Regions from separate parts of the Ovis aries genome. Here region 1 is linked to region 2. A link is a contact called in public Hi-C data. All regions are on one chromosome and are shown on one strand. The core of a region is the stretch at or near the end of the contact, and the rest is flanking DNA. Distances in the headings are between cores, read along the strand shown. Region 1 holds the start of MXI1 (MAX interactor 1, dimerization protein). Region 2 has its middle 61 kb from the start of MXI1.

Region 1 (6,852 bases), core at 3,102-5,601, 60 kb before region 2:
TTTTCACCTTTTCCAAAACAGGAAGTAAATTTTTTTTTCAACTGGTCAGTCCTAAATTGCTACCCCTTCACTGGACCCTATGTCAGGTTATTTACATATAATTTCTGAATTTGTGATAACAGGGTCACAGTATCCATAATTAATATTTCTGGAGGCTTTTAATTTGAGGTTCTTAGGGAGGAAGTTGGAAGTTTGGGAGAATGTACTTGCATCTTCTAGGGAATCCTTGCCTTGCACAGAGCAGTCAGTGCTGAGTCAATTTGAACACCCCAAGAAAACTCATCATATATACTGAGAATAACTCACCACTGTGGACACACTTGGTGAGCTCTCCTAGTACGGAAACCTCAACGAGGCAATGAAAAGCAGTTCTGGTGACAATGGAAAATAAGGCAAGCTCCTGCCAAGTAAGTACTTTTTTGCACACAGTAAAAGCGGAACGTGTGAACTCGTGACCAGGGCCTATCGGTGCATTTCGAGAATGTCTCACAGAACCCGAAATGGAGAATTGAGGTTCAATACCCTTCTCGGGGTGAAGAGCGTCCCTTTAAGGAGGGATTGAACCAGCTGGCCGCACTACAGCTCCCAGAGATTTTCTGGCTTGCCTCCAGGCTCCACCCCCCAGTCTCTGGCCTCAGCAACGCATGACGTCAGGGGAAGCTGAGGCTGCCGATTGGCTGAGCGATGCTGCTAGGTCAAGTCCAGTCAGAGGAAAGAAGTTTGTCTCCATGTGGAAACCATGTGTCTCTCGCTGGGAGGGGGAAGTGGTGGAGGCGGAGAAACTGAGATCAAGTGATTACAGAACTGTCTGAAATGAAAGCGAGGAGGTTGTGCACCTGAGCCGGCCAGTATTGTCGTTTGCAGTAGTGACCTAAAACCAGAAACAAACCTTACCCAACAAACAAACCTTGAGTCCCGCCACCATCATAAAAATAAACAGCTAGGGTCCTTGCTTCCTTCCAAAAACCAGGGAGGGACCTGAGAAATGTTGGAATCCTATCGGAACGCCTAGATTCCCCTCCCTCCCCTAACGACTGAATGATGTAAGCGTTTCGGGGCTCTGAAGCAAAACAAGCCCCGCGCGCGCGGAGGAACCCTCAGTGCCCGAGCCCGGCGCACGCACGACCCGCCCCCACACTCGCGTTATTGCTGTGCACACGCGGACCGCCGTGACGCGCGGGCATTGTGTGCATCGAGCAGAAAACAACCGCGAGCGCCGCCAGCGCGAAGAAGCACCCCCGATTAAATGAGGCAGATGTAGGGCCCGTTGTTTTCCGTACGGGGAGACCTAGACCCGGGCCGGAGCGGAGGCGAGAGTGGGGAAAATAAAGTGGCCCCCGTGGGCCGCTCCAGTTTGCAAAGGAGATAATAGAAGGCCCTGTGGACGGTCGCCCCATAGTTTGCTGCAGGTCCCCCTCCCCTGCGTGAGTTCGTGGGGAGGGGGCTAGGGCCTAGAACAGGGTCCCCACTCTCGGGGAAATCTGGGGGCCGCTGGCATCACGTCATGCTGAGCCAAACAGCGGCTGCGAAAAGAGGCAAGAGAGCTAAAAATACTCCAGCGGGGAGCCGGCCGGAGGAGGAGGGCAACCGGGCCGAGGGGCTGATTATGCACTCGAAGTTGAGGGCGCCCAGGTTCCCAAGCCCCTCTCGGGGGGTGGCAGCGCGGATGCCTCCGTAAGGGGACCGGGAGGAAGCCCCTTGGCTTGCACGGTCCCCGGAGCCCGGCTCCACTACCTCTGGCCCGCCCCGTGCGGGGCAGTCCGGCCCGGCGCGCCCGGCCCTTTGCTTACGTGACTGGTGGCCACGCCGGAGCCCCGGCACCGGGTAAACAAGGAGGTGGCGGCGGCCGAGGCGGTCGGGGAGCGAGGGTGGGGGCGGCGAGGTGGGGAACAGAGGTCTCCGATTGTCTGCGAGTGCGAGGGGCGGGGGACGCGGGACGCGGAGGAAGCTCCAGCAGCTTCTCGTACACCCCTCTGTAGAGGGGACCGGGCGGGGGCAAACCAGGTTTGCCACTCACTGCCAAGGTGCCCTTTTTGGGTGCACCCCCCCGCCAAAGCCGGCGCCACGGGACAGACTCGGGGGAATGGGGGACCCGGGCGGGGGGGGGTGGTTAGAGTAAGAAATCACGCCCCTCCCCCTCCAACAAAAGCAAACACACCAAACAAAACCATGTCTTCACCCACCTCCCCACCAGCTCTGACCCTACAGGCGAAGGCATACTGCCCCCCACCCGACACCCGGAATAATCGCAAACTGATTCGGCTGCAACCGCCGGCGATGCGCCTTTCTCGTAACCCAGGCACCCCGAGAAAACAGGGACAGAAGAAAAGAAAAGAACGCACCACCAACCTCCCAACACAAATCCTTGTTTTTGCCTTAAGCTACTGCACGATTTCGCTGCCATCACGCGGTTACTTTAACCCCGAAGGCCTGGGGTGTCGGTCATCTAGGGTGTTTTTGTGTTTGAGGGTTGTTGTTGTGTTTGGGGGGGTTAGGTTGCAAGACTTGACACGTTGCAATCGGACCATTTTTCTCCCTTTCTTTCTCTCACCCCCCCCCCCTCTTTTTCTCTCATCTCATTGATCTTCCTACTTGCTCGGACAGATTAAACAGCTAGCTTTTCTCTAGTCTGTGGCCTGTCCGCCTCGGCCCCTTCCTCCTCGCAGCTATTATTTGTGAGAACCGTGCTGGAGACGCCGCACTCGCGTGCCCCCGTTAGGGCGCTGAGGCGACGGCGTGGGGAGGATTGGGGGACCCAGGCAAAAATGAAACAAACAAATATGAAAAAGGAGGCCAGGCCGGGGTGGGGCTCCCAGCCCGCCCCCCCCACCCCCGCCCGCAACCATCTCTCTCCACCTGAATCTGGGGTGGGGGTTGGGGGAGCAGTAGAAAGCCACCAGGAAGGCATCTGCCTTCCTCGCCCAGCGCGCTCACTCGGGAGCCGTATCCCGGAAAATAAAGAAACAGCACATAACAGCCCACACCTTCTTCCACAACTATTGTTTCCTGCGAGATCCCAAAGTTTCCTTCTCGCTGAGTCCCCCTCGCCAAGTTTCCCGGGCGCAGCACCGCGGGTCCCGGGCGAGCTGCTGGCGGTGCTTGGTTTTGCCGGCCTGTTTCTTTGGGGGTGGGGGGAGTCGGGGGCAGGGGCACCTAGGGCAGCAGAGGCGCAGGGGCACTGTCTCCGTGGACGCGATGGCCTGAGCCCAGCCTTGCAGCGAGAAGAGAGGAAAAGGCAAAGTAGACAGGAGGAAGAAGCAGAGCCGAGCCAGCCGGAGCCCACGCCGTGGAGGGCTGTTTGCTTGTTGTTATCGTTGTCGTGTGTCTATGTGTTTTCTTTCTGGAACCGCCGAGCTCTGCCTACAGTTTCCAACTTTCGTCTTGTAATCCCCACCCCACCCAGGAACGAGCGACGGAAAAACAACACTTGTCTGCCCGAGAAGGCTCCGGGGGAAAAAAAAAAAAGGAGAGAGGAAAAAAAAAAAAAAAGTAAGAAACGCGACCTCGAAGAGATGAGCTCTCGGCTCAGTTGTCAGCAAACAACAACACTCCCCCGCTCCTCGGCCCAGCGGTTCTCCCACCCTCCCGGAGACGGACAGACTGACGCACCGACAGCACCCCCCCCCCCCCCCCCCACCCCCCCGCCTACCCCCTGCTCGTCTTTGTTACATCTTTAGCAGCTTTGTGCGTGCGTGTCCTTTCTCCGGTGTCATCGGCTTTACTGCCGAGGGCTAGATGTGAGTGTGTTGGGGAGAGGGGGGCTAAGCAGGCGTCAGGGGTCGCCCAAGTGGGCGAGGAAGAAAGAGCCCGGCGCCGAAGAGGAGCCAGGGCCCCCAAACTTACTTTTGTTTTCTTTCTCGATCTGCTCCAGGTAGCTGGCGGCCTCGAGCAGAATCTGCACGTTCTGCAGAAAAGTGTTGATGTGCTTCTCCATCGAGTTCTCGCTGGTGTTGAAAATGTCCGAGAAGGGGCACCTGAGCTTGGCCCCCGCGGGCTCCTCCGGCTGGGCCGGGGGCTGGGGCGCGGTCACGGCCGGGGGCGCGGCGGGGGCCAGCCCCGCGCCCTCGCAGCGCGCCTCCTTGCGCGGCCGCCCGCGTTTGCCCATGGAGGGACCGCGGGGTCCGCCGAGCTCGTCCTCTTTCGGGGCTGCGCGGCCCGGCCAAGCTCCGGGCCCCGGGGGAAAGCCGGCTGGCTGGAGCGAAGAAGGCGCCGAGGCAAGAAGGCGACCTGACTTCCCGAGCCTCGCTGCGTGCTGTTGTGTGTTTGAGTGTGTGTGAGTGTGTGTCGGTCTCGCTGTGGGTCTGTGTGTATGGGAGATTGAATGAACCTACAGGACAGACGGAGGCGCTCTGGCGCCTGGGTCCTAGTGCGAGCCTGTCGCCATCGGACTGGTCAAAATGAAAGGCGGAGACAAGCGAGGCAGGGACCGCCCCCTGCCAGTCCTGGCATACTACCCCGCCTCTCCCCAATCTTATCACATTGTAGAGCGTAGTATTTAAACCCAAATGGAAAAAATACTCGAGGGCTCGGAGCGTACCCACAGAAAAACAAACTATTAAACTGTTGTTCTTTTACTTCACGTGAAAATAATACCAATGCCTGGCACCACATACTAGATTCCAACGGTAGCTGCTATGACTTAAAAAATAAAAGTCCAGTCCAAAAAAATCATACACGTTACCTCAAGTTCTCTCCCCTCAATAGACACACTCCTACATACACACACACACACACACGTACACGCACACGCACACACACAGAGGCACAGAAATCTGCCTTCACAGGGCCAAATGAAATCCCCAGGCCACCAAATCCCAGTTACAAATTTACTCACTCTTTCTTTCTCCCTTCAAATGCAGAGTTATTTTCCAGGAAGGGGGAGGAGATGGAAGCGTCTCTCCCCACACTCCTCTTCCCAGCCTTAGTCCAGCTGTGCAAAGCTCACAGTAGGGAGCCTCCACACCTGGCTCTCTTTTATTTTATTTGGCAGAAAGGCGGACGTGGCAGCCCAGGAACTTCCCACCCCTACCGTGGCTGAATTCCACCTTTTGGTTCTGAAGACCCCTACCCTAGGCGACACTGTTCCATTGCCAGTGCAGACCATTCAGGGTCTGCAGGAACCATGGATGCTTTCCAGGCCTGGGAAGTGTGGTGGCAGTCAGGGCCGTTGGGGAATGCCATAGAGAGGCATTCAAGCCCCAGCTCTGCTGCACACAGACTGGACTGTGAGTGTGCCTGGGCAAGTCCCCTAACCTCTCTCAGCCTGTTTCCCCATCCATGAAACCTCTGATAAGATTCATGAGTTGATTAAATTATATCTGCAGTCAGCATGCTCATAGTATGATCTTTTTCTTCCAATACAGACCCAGATAAGAACCTGAGTCCCCTACTTGGCAGCTAAAAGGAGAAATAAGTTATAGGAAACAAGACTCTCCTGCACTTTGTTGAAAAACATCTGTGCAATAAGCCTATCTAAATATTGTTGCCTTGCAAGGTCTCCTGGAGGTTTCCTCCAGGGAAACCATTTATACAGAAGACACAGTGAATGCTGCCCCCTGGAGTTGTGCAACCCAGCCACTCTGCTTAGAGACAGCTTCACACACACTTGTCAGGAAGACTTTTCCTGGAAATGAAAACTTTTGGAGAAAAGGAGAGAAAGTGTGTTTCTTTGTAGAAAACACTATATATATATGTAAAATAAATTCATGCACCCTCATTGAAGTATTGTGTATTTTTAGACTCCAATAACCTGCTGCTGAATCAGTATTTGGCATTTTAAAGCCGATATATTCACATTTTGGACCATAATATGATCATATTACACATATTCCCTGCTCATCTTCCATCTTGATTGATCTCTGCATCCTTTAGCTAGGGTAGAGAAGAAGCTCCTAAAAGGTGTGAGATAAAAGTTCACCTTCACTGGTGGCTCATTCCCTGGTAAGGAATCTGCCTGCAGTGCAGGAGACCTGGGTTCGATCCCTGGGTTGGGAAGATTCCCTGGAGAAGGGAATGGAAACTCATTCCAGTATTCTTGGCTGGAGAATTCCATGGACAGAGGAGCCTGGCAGGCTACAGTCCATGGGGTCACAAAGAGTTGGACGTGACTGAGCGACTAACGGTTTCACTTCACTTTTTTTCCATCTTCACAACAGCTATTTACTTTTTGTTCTGTTGGAACCACAATCTGATTTACTCATATTTTTAAATCTATAAACATCAAAGGACTTTAGGAAGTATAAACAAGTTTTATCCAATGCCATTTTGCAAAAATTGATCTCCCTTGCCCCTGGTGAAAGTGAGACAAAGAACTTTCTAAGCCCAGAGAAAACCTTGGTTTCTGATTCCCTGGTGGAGGTGTGGGCCAAATGTGTACATATACTGTACTGCAATCTGCATGTATACACACCCAGCAAGATAGGCACACCCCACACATGAGTGCCAGGGCAGGGGTAGAGTGTTTTGTCATTATTTATTTATCCCTGTTTCATCTCTCATAGGTCTGTGAGCTTCAGAAAGCCCAGTGGGAATCTTCAAGCTGGGCCACGGATCTGACCAAAGCCAAAATAAACAATGGCTTGAAGAAAATCTACAAAAAAGTGCTGATTTGCACTATTCCCACAGTCAGCCACAGCCCCCACCATCATTCCCATGGAAAACACCACTGCTGGTGCCAAATCAAGTCTTCCCTCCCATCATAGGGGCATTGTTTTTTGTTATTATGTGAGTTCTTAGCATCAGACAATGGCACCACAAGAGACACAGTGGAGGCAGGAGAAATGCCTTTTTGTTTCACAGAATCTAGGCTATTGTGCCCCAGAGTCTCACATACAGTAGAGTTGCATACATTCA
Region 2 (6,143 bases), core at 799-3,298:
ACAGGCCTGAAGTTTGACAGGTAAGGGCCCAAGGAAGTCTTCCTCTTAGCAGCAGCGGGGAGGAGTGGACTGAGCGATCATTCTTCGGGCAAGTGTGGCGAGACAAATCGGTGAGGCCTCCTGGCCCAGGGCAGAAGGTTGTTACCCATCACCCAAGAGCCTGGGGATACACCACGTAGAATCAAGGTTCTGCTCACCTAAAATCATAGCCTCATTTACTCCAGGAGGAGAAATACAGACCACCCTCTGATTCTCTTCTCTCCAATTACTAGTACTGTTTTTAAAGTGTATGTATATGTTTATGTATTTGTCTGAGCCAGGTCTTATTTGCAGCTCACGGAAACTTTGATCTTCATTGTAGCATGTGGGATCTAGTTCCCTGATCAGGGATCTGCATTGGGAGGACAGAGTCTTAGCCACTGGACCATCAGGGAAATCCTCAATTACCAGCACTCTTGATGAGTGGCTTATACTGACTTCCAGAAGGGGGCCAGATTTGTCACTAGAGCTTCGAAAAACACAGGGCCATTCTGACAGCTAGTGTTTTGGTAGTGCTTGGCCCTTGTCCCCCCCCCAGGTAGGTTCTAGGGTGAAATATTAATAACCTGTCCTGGCTGCCCCGCTGAGTCTGTTATCACGGGGCTGCTTCCATCGTGAACTTCAGGCCAGGCCCCTTCCTGTCTCTGCAGCACTCCTCGCCCCCACTGGCTGGAGCCACCAGGCTGTGGGCTTCAGGACTGGTCCTGATGAGACAGGAAGAGCTAAGGTGGCTCTGGGACTCAGCAAGAAGTCACGCCTGTTTGCAGGCCAGTCATGACCTTGTGTCTTGGCTCTGATCACTGATTTGCTCCTCGGACCCTAGCCATTACCGTGTACCTCAGCTCTGATCACAGGATCCCTGTCTGTCATTTTCCTTCCATCTGAGTTTCTGTTCTGAAGAACTATACTAAGACCCCCTAAGCCTAAGGTCCTTCCCCGATCTTGCCATTGCCCCACAGGAAGTGGAGGAAGCACTGCTCTTAAAGCTCAGCCCCTGGGCTGGGGCTCCTACGCGAGCTACCCGGTTCCTGCGGTCCTGTTCTGCTCCAGGTTCCTAACTGGGACTTAACTTCCTGGATACAGACCACTGTACCAGATTGTGCTTTTGGTCGACTGCCACGTCCTCCGGATTCCATGCTTCACCCGCTGGGCTGCACTTCCTACTACCTGCTTCAGCTCAAGCTGCTGCCCCAATGCCCGGCTTTGCTCAGTGAGTGGGGAGAATTCCAGAGCTTGCCCCACCCAGTCTCCCCTGTTCTTCTGCAGTTAACTGAGCCATGCTCAGCCTGACTTCAGCAAGGGTATGTGCATGTACTCTTGCTCATTGTTAACCTAAAGGTCAAAATGGAGACAGGAGACCATACCCATACGAAGTTATTTCACATACTTGGTTCTATCATATAAAATTACCTAAAAGATTATTTTAAAAATGAAACACAATTATCACACACAACGTATTTTAAAGGGCTTAATGGGCTTCACCTGGTGGCTCAGACGGTAAAGAATCTGCTTGCAATGCAGGAGACCTGGGTTTGATCCCTGGGTTGGGACGATTCCCTGGAGAAAGGAATGGCTACCCATTCCAATATTCTTGCCTGGAGAATCCCATGGACAGAGGAGCCTGGTGGGTTGCAGTCTATAGGGTTGCAAAAAGTTGGACATGGCTGAGTGACTAACACAGATCGAAACATCCAAGTGCAGCGGGAGCTTCACCCCTCCCCTCTTTCCCTCTCCTCCTCCCAGCACCATGGCCTGGTGCAGAATACTTGGAATACATTTTGGTTTGTCTTAATAGCCTCAAATGACCTTCATTTCAGTTGTAACAATTGAAGCCAACATTTCCAAAATAGAAATCAGATAAGAAGTAATGTTTAACCTTGTTAGCCCAGTAAACACCTTTGGAAGAGTAGGCCTGTGCCTGCCAGCAAGTTGGCTATATCTACATGTTCTCTCATAAAACTGAGGAGGTCACCTACTCTAAAGTCAAAGTCTGCCCAACCAGCCACCACTGAAATCCAGCCCCCAGAGCATTACTCAACAGGAAAGGGGTGAGTTATAGAGTACTGCAACGACTTCCTCCATAGCTCCTGCTCAGCAAGAATCTTCTGAAGCTATTGCTCTTGGAAAAAACAATTAGTTTAGATCCTGCTTATAAAACAATAGTGCTCGTACATGAAGTAAGGACACACGCTAGTCTGGCAACTCACTGGAAAGCGTCTGGCAGCACCGCAGTCTGAGGTCCAGGCTGGACTGTCAGGGTTTTTTTTTTGTTTAACCCAGAAAATATAATTTAAGTCAAGAGGACCAGTGGGAAATCCACAGAACAGTCTGCCCCTTATAACCACACCACTTCCTCATTTCCATTCCCGTCTGTTAGGATATTACTGCTTTGGAAAAGTCTTTTTTTCTTGAAAAATCTCAAGTCTAAATATCAGCCCAATAGGACATTCTTTGGTCTAAGAAGTCCAATAACTAACACTCCAAATTGGTCCTTCCTCAGGGCTCATTCTACTGACCCTTTGGAGTGAAAGTCGAATATAAAAGGACAAACAATGCGGAAAAATCTTGTCTATAACAGTTTGAAATAATATGTAGTACAGACTCTTATATAAGACAATATTTTTTACTCATTGTTTGTCTATTATTTTAAAAGCATATTAAACATTTTAGAATCACTTCTTAGAAATTTATTATTACTTTTGTGTTTAAAAGCAAGTTTATTTAGAGAGGTACACATTCCACAGGCAGAATCCAGTCCGATTCAGAAGGCGAGAGCCTGAATGACTTCTTAGAAAAATAATTTTTTATTTTTGAACATCCAAACTGGATTAATAAAATCAATGCTATTGATTTTAAGATATAGAGATTAGCCAGGAACTAGTATTTTGCCTAGAGATAGGAGTTACTCGGGACTGAAAATAAGGAATTTTCTTTTTTATTTTTTTACTATTACAAGCAAGGTCAGCACTGGCCCAAGAATGACAGAACCTAAAGCAGTTTGTGCAGAAATAATCAGTAACGTTCACCATTGCTTCATTATCAAGACTTAACCAACTATAAATTATACAGGCTTTAAAAATAACTGTTAACTGGAGACATGTCCACCTGTCTGCTAGATTAAGACATATAACATTTGCTATGGAAGGAATATTAAAACATATCAGTTTGTCATTTCAGGTATAAATGGCATTTAAATATCACAGGTTGTAGTAGGAAAGCAATCAGTATCTTAACTCACTTGAGAGGAAACACAGGAGTGTCACAGAGCATCTGACTGACTTGGAATTTTAGGAAAAACAATTATTGATAAATAATACATGAGCTCTGTTCTGCAATATGTTTCTCTTAACTTTTCCTATTATAAAGTCCTATGCATTAATTTGCAGGGAATTTTAGATACTGTTTATTTATCTGTTCCTAGGTTATGATCCAATGGGCTTCCAAGGGAGACTGCGGTATAGCAGACAAGCGTGAGACGCAGACTTGAAGATCTGTGCTTGGATCCTGGCTGAGTCGTCTCTGAACGACTAGTGTTAGGCAAGTGCAATTTCTCTGGAAGACTAATTCTTCCTAAGTCAGAACAAGATAACTAGGCTGTAAGGAATGCATGAAGTAATTCAGTGTTTATAAACTTTCCTCAACCTTTTTCTGACAAAGGTCCATCTAGTTAAAGCTATGGTTTTTCTAGTAGTATGGATGTAAGAGTTGGACCATAAAGAAAGCTAAGTGCCAAAGAACTGATGCTTTTAAACTGTGGTGTTGAAACTTTTGAGAGTCCCCTGGACTGCAAGGAGATCCAACCAGTCAATCCTAAAGGAAATCAGTCCTGAATGTTCACTGGAAAGACTGATGCTGAATCTGAAACTCCAATACTTTGGCCACCTGATGCAAAGAACTGACTCATTGGAAAAGACCCAATGCTGGGAAAGATTGAAGGCAGGAGGAGAAGGGGATGACAGAGGATGAAATGGTTGGATGGCATCACCGACTCAATGGATATGAGTTTGAGCAAGCTCGGGGAGTTGGTGATGGACGGGGAGGCCTGGGGTGCTGCAGTCCATGGGGTCTCAAGGAGTTGGACACAACTGAGCGACTGAACTGATTCTGCATCCAGTAATTCATAATCAGAAAACAGATGCAAATCCAAGCCTAAAATAGACATTTTGAAGTAACTGGCCTCCATCAACTAAAACTAAATTTAGACCCAATATTGCCCCCTAACGGTCATCTCTTAGAAATGAAGTTTCTGAACACTCCCAAAGGCTGGCTTCTTGTTCTGATCTCCAGCATATATGCTAGAATTTTTCTCCAAGGAAGATCATCTCCAAGTATGTCCATTTAAATAAGATTTAAGTTGGTACAGTTTATCTTTAAAAATACTTCTATAACTAGATTAAGCAGTCTTTCCAGGTTTTAAAAATAACTTTCCTTAGAATGTCTCTCCTTGCCCCCAACTTTGGAAAAATTTTTTTTTAAAGCAAAGATAAAGAGCTTCTGCCCAACTCTTTTCTGCATCTTATGCAAAAGTACAGCTATCTTGTCTTCTGGGTGTCATGATGAAGGTTCAAGAGCTGGTTCTTTATCCTAAAGGACTGTACTGCCACAGGTTTGTTCCCACTTTTCAGGCACTCATCAATTTCTTAATTCTTGGGGTAAACTTAAGTTTTCCAAATCAAAAGTTAATGTTTTATCCCAACTCTACAGCCCATCTTATATCAAAACATGAATTCAGCATGGGTGGACTTAAGAGTTCACACTAAGTAAGCCACTACTCCCTCCAGGAAGCGTACACACAGGACATGGCACACACACAGCACTAGAATCATAAAAATTTGTATCTCAAAGTGAAACACTAGCACCTCCTTTTGGTGTCTGCAGGCCTTAGTCTTTATCTACAAAATGAGGATAATATCATCTCCTTTCTTAGGCTGTTGGAAAGGCCAGAGGAGGTATTACATGAAAAGCATTTAGCATAGTTTTTGATAACACAGAAGGCATCAAAAAAATGACAGATACTATCAGTTATCTCCCCAGTCAAAAAAAAGTTATTCTTTGGAAGCAGGCATTATATTGCCACTCACAGGCATGAAAACTCCTCCGAGGCGTTACTGTCTACCATGGTTACTTTCTGAGACCACACCTCAACAATTTTCAGCATGTTCTCCACAGGCATTACAGTCCCTGCTGGTGGTATTTGCATTGGTGAAATGGACCTGCTGAGACAACAAAGTTGAGAACAGTCTAGTGAGGAGAAGGATAAGCAACAAACTCTTTCAAGTTCTGGGTATTTGACAATAAACATGGTGGTGTTTAGCCTTTAAGAAAAGGAAAGTTCAAGGACTAGAAATACACAGGATTGTTAGGTCTACTGCACCCTCTAGTGGCCACAAAGAAGATTGCTTGTTTAAAATCCTAGTTTGGTTGAAATTGCAATATTGATGCATTCATATATCACTCTTGAATTTAAAAAATAACCAATTTGCCTTTATGTGTTCTCTGCCTATGTCAAAACAAAACCAAACCTAATATTAAGAAAAGCCAATGCTGCCACAGTTTGATCCATTTGTTCCCTTATATCCTGCTGAATGGAAATACTAATCAATAGAGGGAAAGGCACAGGCAACGCAACCTTTCATGCTCTATGGACTCAAGTGAGGACTGAAGATAATTGCCTTTGTTGCTTTATGAAAGGGAATTTTCAAATGAGCATCTTTCTAAAACAGCAATTTTTTCACCAAAGGGTTATTTACAAGACAAGGTAATAATTAAATATGCCCAAGACTATGAATCTATTCTCTGCCCAAACCCTTCATTTTTATAATGGGTAATTATAGTAAAAACTTCAATTAACCAGAACCCTCAATTAACATGATTTCCCCTCGTGCACTCTATTTTTAGGACAAAGTGGTGGAAAAAAATTGTAAGACATCATTCATGTGAGAGATTTAGTTTGAAAATCTTTTAGGATAGAATATGCTATAGTAGGAAAAAATCTTGAATAAAATTGCATCCATACCATGATAACCAATACACCGGAAGTACACACATAACAAGAGCTGGAAGAGAATAAATTATTTTGCTGAATATTGTGGTATAATTTTAAC

The links. Hi-C and Micro-C count contacts between places; a contact is called where the count stands out from the background.
Region 1: a Hi-C map of liver shows a contact between it and region 2, with 3 times the contacts expected there. The contact joins the promoter of MXI1 here to the enhancer-like site in region 2. A contact is called at or near these places in 9 of 16 Hi-C or Micro-C datasets (blood, hypothalamus, liver and 4 more).

Annotation. Positions count from the first base shown.
Region 1 is chr22:30,308,175-30,315,026 of ARS-UI_Ramb_v3.0, reverse strand. MXI1 (MAX interactor 1, dimerization protein) reads right to left here and starts at 4,351. Exons shown (of 6, transcript XM_027960481.3): 1 at 3,844-4,351. The coding sequence starts at 4,105. It overlaps LOC132658413 (a long non-coding RNA gene), which reads left to right. Exons shown (of 2, transcript XR_009598041.1): 2 at 1-2,230.
Region 2 is chr22:30,246,471-30,252,613 of ARS-UI_Ramb_v3.0, reverse strand. No RefSeq gene overlaps it. Among named protein-coding and RNA genes, the nearest start is that of MXI1, 61 kb to the left of the region's middle. Within about 2 kb of position 2,048, at least 6 of the 54 cell types and tissues checked have an H3K27ac peak or open chromatin away from gene starts, as enhancers often do. A contact at or near this core is called in liver, where this site is marked.